2 separate regions of the Gossypium hirsutum genome follow, and region 2 is linked to region 1. The links are chromatin contacts, called in public Hi-C maps. All regions are on one chromosome and are shown on one strand. The core of a region is the stretch at or near the end of the contact, and the rest is flanking DNA. Distances in the headings are between cores, read along the strand shown.

Region 1 (4,542 bases), core at 882-3,381:
ATTATCTCCTAGTTGTGGGAGTTTGTTTGAGCCTTGCCATTGCCAACATCATCGGATTCACCAAATGTCGTAAAGGTATGAGATTCCGCCGTTTCAGATTTATAGTAATCCTTGTAGAACGATAAATCGTGTAGAAAAACAAGCTAAAGGGTGATAGTTTTAGATCACACACCGTGGCAGTCCATGTCATTAGCTTGGTTTAGGTGGATTTTGAAAGGCTCTTGAAGCCTATCTAGTCAGTTTTTTGTTAATGAAATAACCTACAACATGCCATCCAACCATTTGTGTTATTGTTTGATTTGATCATTACAAACCAAGGAGAGGAGCGCACAGGTGACCCAAGACTCGAACCCAGGTCTATGATGCCAAAGAACAACAACTTTTCCACTCTAACTGTGGCTTCATCGGCCCGTTCAAACTTTAGATCTTATACTACACAGGCTTGGAGCAAACTTGTAAATAGAAATGCAAGCCTAAAACAGAGAAAATGATACTAAGATCACCTTAAACCATGGGTTTGGTTAAAGTTGGATTTTATTGGCTTATTTGTTCATTTGGATTGAAGGTGAGCTGATTTTTTTTTTATACAAAATGGGATCGGAAGGAAGAAGGGTTTTCAAATATAGTTATCGAACCTTAGACTTCATGCTAATTAACTTGAAATCCACACAAATTTACCTTTGAGTGGATTGGTGGGATCTTTAATCCCTTAACCTTAATCTAACCTGAACCTGTGAAGCCAATTCTCAGATACAGTTTATATCATTTCTATTATCTTACAAGATTTTCTTTTTTCCTCTTTATAATAAATTCAGATGCCAAGAACAAGATTCAGGCGTTTGCCTCTAGGACCATTGCTTCTCGTTTTTCATCTACACTACAGTCAGCATTTAGCTTGGTGTAAGTTGTCTGAGCTGCAAACAGATTTTATCAAAATTTTATTGCCCAGCTTTCTTTAACTTCTAGGTACTGAAAAACAATGAATTCATTATGTAATTTTGTTTTTAATCGTAGAATGAAAAAAAGAAAAGAAAAGGAATTAGAAATATGTATTCTCCTAAACTTATTGTAATAAATTTTGTAACGAAAATCAGAATAACAGATACATGTAGTTGAAAGAGAAATTTGATTGACTTGGTGGGGATTATATCTTTTAATCACACCAAACTTCCTCACTACATTGATTGCTAAATTGGGTTTCTTCACATAATTCTATATTCTAAACCAAAACAATTTCTGTCAGCACACCATTTGCAGAAAAAGAATGAAAATTACATCAATGAGTCACAATCTGCAACAGCTACCAAATTGACTTTCCTCTGCTCACCAAACTCTCTTTCTTTTTCTTGAATCTAAAACCTAACAACACAATTAAAAATATGTCCCTTGACTCTTAAAAAATTTTCTAAAAATACCTCTAAATTGTTGACGAGTGAGAATCACCCCTTGACATGTAGTGGAAATTCATAACTAGTTAAAAATAAGAGTGCATGAAAAGTAGTTTGAATTGATGATGGTTAAATATTGAAGGGCAACCAGAATACCACATAATTCAAATGGTATCCTGATTGCGCATGAATCTAAGGTCATGCGTTTAAACATAATAAAATCTTAAAATGGGTTTTATCTTATCAGCGCCATATGCTCTTTTAACTGTTGATGAAATGGTAGTTTAAAACCCCACAAGAAAGAGAAGATCTACTTCTAGTTTTAGACACAAAGGAGGAGGAGAAATAGCATTACATGGTCGGTCACAAATAGTAAAAATTTTGATCCAAGCATTGACTATTTTCATCATCTTCACATGTTGCAACCACAGCAGAACACGTTGAAAATATTGGATCTATGTAATAATAAAACAACACACAACTTGTCCTCGTTTTGAAAAAAAAGAAACTAACCTTTTTATCCTCGTAGAATAGTGTTTGGTCTTCATAGTTCATATTCAAACATTTTGTCCAATTGTGCGTGTACGAGACCAATACATAAGACATGGAAAAGTCAGACAGTCAAAACCCAAATAGAAAATTCACAAATGGGTCGTTGCTATTTCTACTTTTTCATCACACACACATGCCCCTGTTTTCTCTTCTTCATCAAAAAAAAAAATCATTGTTTACTTTTTGGTAGTCAGTCCAAACTCCCCCTATATAAATGAATCCCCTTTGCTCGAATCAACCCAAAGTCACGAATCAAATCCCTCTCTATCCTTTTTGGTTTCTTCATCGGAAAAAAAACAAAGCCCGTTTCTTTTCAGCTCAGAAATGGATGTTTACGAGACTGGTTTCATATCTGAAACCCCACAAAGTGAAGAAGATATGGACGTAAAGAAAGGTCCATGGACTGAAGAAGAAGACTTCACGCTTAAAGCTTATGTTAATATCCATGGCGAAGGTCGCTGGAACTCAGTTGCTCGCTTATCAGGTATAAAACCCAAGAATTTTAAGCCTTCTATGCATCTCTTCTGCACATGATTTCTTTTTTGTGATACTGAAAACGAAACGAAATGAATTGGTCCAGGATTGAAAAGAACCGGCAAAAGCTGTAGATTAAGATGGCTGAACTATTTGAGACCGGAAGTGAGACGTGGGAACATTAGTCTCCAAGAACAGCTATTGATTCTTCAACTCCATTCTCGATGGGGCAACAGGTTTGTGTTTTTTACTTAAAAACCTCAATTTTGCTTTCATCATTCCTTAAATTTTCATATATGAATGGGTTTTTTGTGCTAACTTGGATCTGGTTTTGATCATGAAGATGGTCTAAAATTGCACAACATTTGCCTGGAAGGACAGACAATGAGATAAAGAACTATTGGAGAACCAGAGTCCAAAAACAGGCGAAACAGCTTAAATGCGACGTTAACAGCAAGCAATTCAGGGACGCCATGCGGTACGTTTGGATCCCTCGTCTGGTCGAACAAATCTGCGCTTCATCTGGATCCCACTCGGCTCAACAATCCTCCTCCACCACCACTACCTACGCAGATACGATCGGTTCGGTCCGAGTTGACCCGAGTCTCTTGCCCGAGTTATCAGGCACTTCATCAGATTCCCTGGACGCCCAAGTCTCTTCCGTTTCAGACCTGACAAATTCAAAATACCCGAATAGCTTACAAAACGGGTCGGGTTCAGGAAATACAATAGCGGGAACATGGGGTGGGGTTGAAATTGAGGCGACGGACGGTGGAGATTCGATGGAGAGTGTGTGGAACGAAGAGAATATTTGGTTCCTAAGACAGCAGCTTTATGATGACGATGATTTGAATTAGCTTACGTGACGTATAATATTAAAGTTTTATATATCTTAAAACATTTTCGCCATTAATTTGCTACTTATAGATCTAACAGTGAACACCACAAAATTTGAAGTAATGTAAATGAATCACCCAACAATATCTGGTTGATAGAGATTTATAGCATTACAATATGCTTCTATACCATTTCAATTGCTCAATTTTGTTCTTTCATTTTCCTTGTTAGAGCATTCAACCTAATGGAAAATGTTGCTTTTTCTTTTAGTAGAAAAGATGGTAATATTCGAAGCAAAATTAGGACCATGTCTTTTTGATACAATATTAGGGATAGAGGATGGTAATAATGCTGTTTGAATCCATATGAAACGGATATTTGACAAAAATTTTAATCACCGCTCTGATGTATTTTGATATATGATTATTTATATTCTTGAATCATACATAAATTTAATAATTACATTTTAGTTTTAATTTAATAAAAGTTAAAGTTGATTTAAATTATTAATATTTGTACGAGACGAGTTGTTATACACCAATATAAGTTGGTATTAATCAAAACAGACCAAATCATAGAATAATCAAAGCAAACCAAAATTTTAACAAATGAAATTAGCCAGCTCTCTCTATAATAGTCATTTGTTATAATAGTATTTCGCTATAATAGTAAACTTTTAAGTAGAATCGGTTTTTATACTTTATTTTAACTTTCTATAACAGTTTTTCACATCTATAACAAAATATTGTAAAAAATGTTAAGTAAAATTATAGTTATTTCATAAAAGTAAATCTATTAATTATAATTTATTAAATAAAAATACTTTTTATTAAAATATTATTTTGATAAAATGATTTAAATTTCAATTGAAAGAAAATCTATTAATCAATTTTTATTAAATAAAAATAATCTTAGATGAGTGAAATTAAAATATCAATTTAATAAACTATTAAATTCGCTAATTAAATATATTGCTATGAATTCGAAATATCATAAATTTATGAATCGATTACTTGAATTTAATAACGCATGATAAATTAATTGATTTGATAATTTATTATATTGATTGAACTTATTAAATTTATGTACATAAAAAGAATATAAAATAAAATATACATCTTTTAATTTTGTTGATTGATAAAAAAAATGGGACTGGTTATAAGAGAAATTACCATTTAAAATCCAATGGATTAATGAGTGGTAAGTAGGTTGGTATGAAAACTCCCCACTTGGGGGCTTCAAAGTCTTTTTATTCTTTTCCAAGCAAAGAATTAGCCCTCGTGACGACTTG
Region 2 (4,542 bases), core at 1,258-3,757, 490 kb before region 1:
ATATTATTTTGATCTTACTCTTTTCCCTAATTACACAAAATCATAAGCGATGAAAGTTTAAATGAGCAAATTTCGTATTAACTTCTAAGATGAAGATTCAAAATTTGTTGATTCACTAAAATTATAGTGTAAAGAGGAATCACAGACCAACTCTTCCTTCTATTTTTTTATTAATTATGATTTAAAAAAGTAAAATTATAGATTTTCAGCAGATAACACCATAAACTTCTTTCTATGGCCATGATTTTTGCATTTCAATGTCTTCAATATCTTAATCCAGCAGTGAACGGAACGCCAGTCAAAGGCAGCCAATTTTCTTTGCTATGAAGGAATGCTTCGACAGTGAATTTCATCGCCGTTGCTTTGTCTATCTTGTGGTAACCCTTCCAATTAACTCTTGCATCGAGGTTAGCACCAGGGCCACGATTATTGTATTCTGCATAATAGAGGGTATCTTCGTGATTTTGAGTAGCAAAGGGCATCCATCCTTCACGCCTAATGAAGTCTCCTAACGTAGACTCCATGATAATAGTTGTAGAGTACGGCTTCCATGGCCTGCCCAAGTATGTCGGGAACTTAAATCTGTCGATGAAGAGCTTTTGCTCAGGGACAATCCTGCAGTTTTGGATTACAGTACCGGTATTCTCATCAATCCGTGTCTTACCCTGTGCAGTCACCATGTTAGATTGACCTTCCATTGGCCTCCTCACAATTAACAACGAGTTTTGGATTACAGTAGGAGAGTCGCCAAAGATAAAGTCAACAGTTCCAGAGATGACACAATTACGGAAAAATTGGCGGTTTGCGTGATTGTACAAGGTGTCTTGGTAACCATCCATTCTGCAATTGAAAAAGGCTGACTTATCTGATTGAATTCGAAGTGCCACTGCCTGATGCTTTTCAGGACCAGCATTGTTTTGAAATCCCATGGATTTGGCAATAAACCCACTTCCAATAGCCGCTGAAACATTAAAATTAAAGAATTATATATTATAAAATTGTCATGAAGAACATATTGTCATAAATTAACCAGTTCAGTGAATGTTATTATTGTATGCAATTGACCTACATTTATTATGAATCCAATTAGCATTCATCCTCTACCACATTCAAGGGTTTATAGGGCCAACTTGTTCTCTACCTGAGGTGAATATCATTTGTTTTATGAGCATGTGAAAAGCTTACAATTGTATGTTACTTATATATTACTAGTTGTTACGAGTTATGAGATAATGTCAGCATTATGAACCTTGGTATTAATCAAATCACATATTCATAGAGCAAAAAATATGGTTTGAGTTATTAAAAACTTACAGAAAGTGGCAGTTTGCCAGGTGGTAATTCCACCGCCATCTTTTACACCCTTGCGACCGGCGACAATAGTTCTTCTTGGACCATCACCGAACATAAGGATGTTGGTGTATTGTTTGTCCACGGTGATGTACTCATCATAAATTCCGGCCTTGATGTAGATTATATGTCGGTTTATGGAGTTCTTGGGAGCGGCAGCTAAAGCTTCAGTAATGGTCTTGAATTGGCCACTACCATCCTTAGCCACAACAGCATTTGGTTTCAAATTGCTATTATCAATCTTAGCTATAAGCTTGCGGTCTGTAGTTGAAAACCATGAAGGATAGTTTGTTTCCTCAACAGAAAAAAGTCTACGAGTGTTAGGACTAGCCAACTCGGAACCTAACTTGGTAAGAATTTCGATCAACTTTGTCACAATTGTCAAAGCATTAGCTGCTTGTTCACTAGAAGCAACAATAGCCTCTTCCATGGTTTCTCTCCAGCTGCTATCATGTTCAAATCCATCCAAGCATGATTGTTGGTATGAGATAACAGCGCTCAACCAGGTCCTAAAATCGTTTATGCGATCGTCAATGTTATGCAAATCACTTCCATCTACGTCAGCGTATGTTGCCTTAAGTGAATCAATGGCATATTGCATCATGTCCTTACAATCATTCAAGGCCATCTTTGTGAGGCCATTGTCCTTAGCTTCAGCAATCTTGGAGTCAGAAAAGTTGAGGAACTTTTTGACTTCTTCTTCAGCAGCATAGATAACCTTTTTAACGAATTCTTTAGGACCAGTGCTGTTCATAGAGGCGAAAGTCTTATGACAAGCATCTGGATAATGAGTAGGTGAACAAATGCTAGTCGCAACCTTCATTTCAGGAGACAATTTACCCTTAGCATCACGAGAATGATTAATTGTAGTAACCACGCCAATAGCGACTCCCACCACAAGAATGATGGAAACCCCTGCAACAACCACTTTATTGCTCATCTTTGTTAATTTCCTCTTCTTCTTCTTCTTCTTCTTATTATTATTATTAAAGAGACATGTTCCTTCGGCTGGCTATGGTGAAGAACCATACATAGCACCACTTTATATATGATTCTTAAACCTTAAACCAACCGAGAAGGATAAAAAGAAAGGAGCAATAACTGTATTGGAAAGCAGAATTTCTCTTGGCCTTCTTGTTTTGTTAAATATTATATTAAATCGGTATGTATTGGGGGATGGTGTTTATAGCAAGTGGGATCCTCTAAATTAGGATTCTTTACTTAAAAATGGACGATGGTTACCAAATTTCAAGTGGATAGGTTACAAAGTTGTGGTCTGTCTGAGACAAAGGGTTTCACTTAATAGGGATTTAGACCCCAAAAGAAGGAAGTTTAGTTACATCGCTATTCATCTTTCACAAACAAAGAAAACAAATTTTAATTTCATCTTTTTAAATGTATATCAACATTTTCGATTCATAATATCCTAAGTTTTAGTACTTTACTACATAAATATATCATGTTTTGACTCAAACAGGACATCACATTCCATTCCTTGAAACAAGAACTAAAAACATTGGCCTTCTTATTTTGTTTTCAACCGATGTGTACCTTCTTTACAATTTGCGCTTCAGAAAATGTTATCAACATTTAGACATGTTCACATTCTAACTGTTCTACATATATATTGGTCTAATCAGACAATGAAGTCGTTGGGGCCGGGTGCATTTATGGTCCTCACAACCATACTAACCATTTTAGTATTTATATATATTTTTTTAATTTGATAATTATCTCTTAATTTACATACTTTTAAGATTTTATAATATGGTCAGTGTTGCTAGACATAAGAGGATCAAATAGATCAAGAATTAATTGATATAATGGTCTAAACAAAGAATTTGAACTGATTGACTTGAAAACTACTTAAAATTGGTAAAAATAAAAAATCAAGATAAAAATTAATAACAAAAAAGGTTTAATATTTTTTTTTGTTTTTAATTTATTTTAAATTTTTATAAAAATTTAATATTATATTTCATTGTTGTTGGTTCAACAATCGAACTGGTTGAATCAAAAACTGATGGCCTGACATATTCAACCACTTATTTGATTATTAAAATACTAAATATGACACTTTGAGCTCCATCAAATTTTTTACTCTTTTTTTCAAAGTTAGGGATCAAAAGAAAATTAATTGTCAAGTTCAAGTATCAAAATGAAAAAAAAAGTGCAGGTACCAAAATAAACTTAATTGTCGAATTTAGGGGCCAAAATTTATATTATCAAAATGAAAAATATTTGCATATATAGCACGTAAGTGTAGGTGTGATAGTGGTAAAAAATAAAATTTTATTATATTGTATTAATGTCGGAGTACTGATTATCAATAAATATCGGTACAATAAAACATATTGCACTTTTAAAAAGAAAACATGAATCCCAATAAAATTGATAAAATTAAACTTAAAAATAAAATTATTAAAATTGATAAACATGAATCCCAATAAAAAAAATGGAAACATTGAAGGAAATTTTGGATGAGCTAAAAATGTATTATACAAAATAATGACACAAAAGTTATATTATACAAAAATGTTACGTATTTATTATTACACACCATATATTTTAGTCTTACATAGTAATATATATTCTCACCTCACACCCGACCTGATCATTGGATCCAAATGCGTGATGTCACATTATGTTGTTGGAGTAATTCAGATTGTCTCAATTTACTAAATAATTTAAGCAATTATTCACGGTTTATTTCAAAAAAATTTCAATCATAATACAATAATACATTATAGATATCAAACAACCTTATTTAACACATTTTAGGGTTACTCGGCGTTAAATATGAAGTTCCTACTCGAGTCCAAACTCAACTATCAAATGCAATTGGATGTCTCAAGACATTGTGTTCTTTCAATCAAACTATGCAAATTTTGAACTAAAAGCTTGAGAAATTGGAACTTATATCTGTTGAATTAACCTATTGTAGTAAAAACAGACTTGTCTATTGTGTTTGCTGCTGTCGTTTTTGTAGCTGTGTGCATTGTTAGAAGAACTTTATTTAAATATCACCTCGATTTGAATAAGATAAAAATTATATCGTAAAATGGATGAGGACACGTATTTTCTTTTAACCAAGTGGATGCTGACAATTTAGCCAATCGGGCGGCATTGTCAGATAGTAGATGCCAATTCATCCCAGGATTACCTTGTGGAAACTTGTAACGCCCCAATTTT

The links. Hi-C and Micro-C count contacts between places; a contact is called where the count stands out from the background.
Region 2: a Hi-C map of hypocotyl shows a contact between it and region 1, with 3 times the contacts expected there. The contact joins the promoter of LOC107897155 here to the promoter of LOC107926862 in region 1. A contact is called at or near these places in 6 of 34 Hi-C or Micro-C datasets (anther, hypocotyl, leaf and 1 more).

The regions. Positions count from the first base shown.
Region 1 is chrA08:95,282,321-95,286,862 of Gossypium_hirsutum_v2.1, reverse strand. It overlaps LOC107926862 (transcription factor MYB78), which reads left to right and starts at 2,131. Exons shown (of 3, transcript XM_016857801.2): 1 at 2,131-2,424; 2 at 2,521-2,650; 3 at 2,758-3,520. The coding sequence starts at 2,265. The coding sequence ends at 3,271. LOC107926880 (Golgi apparatus membrane protein-like protein ECHIDNA) reads left to right here. Exons shown (of 5, transcript XM_041074582.1): 4 at 1-75; 5 at 816-1,124. The coding sequence ends at 904.
Region 2 is chrA08:95,770,168-95,774,709 of Gossypium_hirsutum_v2.1, reverse strand. It overlaps LOC107897155 (pectinesterase), which reads right to left and starts at 2,507. Exons shown (of 2, transcript XM_016822507.2): 1 at 1,315-2,507; 2 at 140-961. The coding sequence starts at 2,290. The coding sequence ends at 264.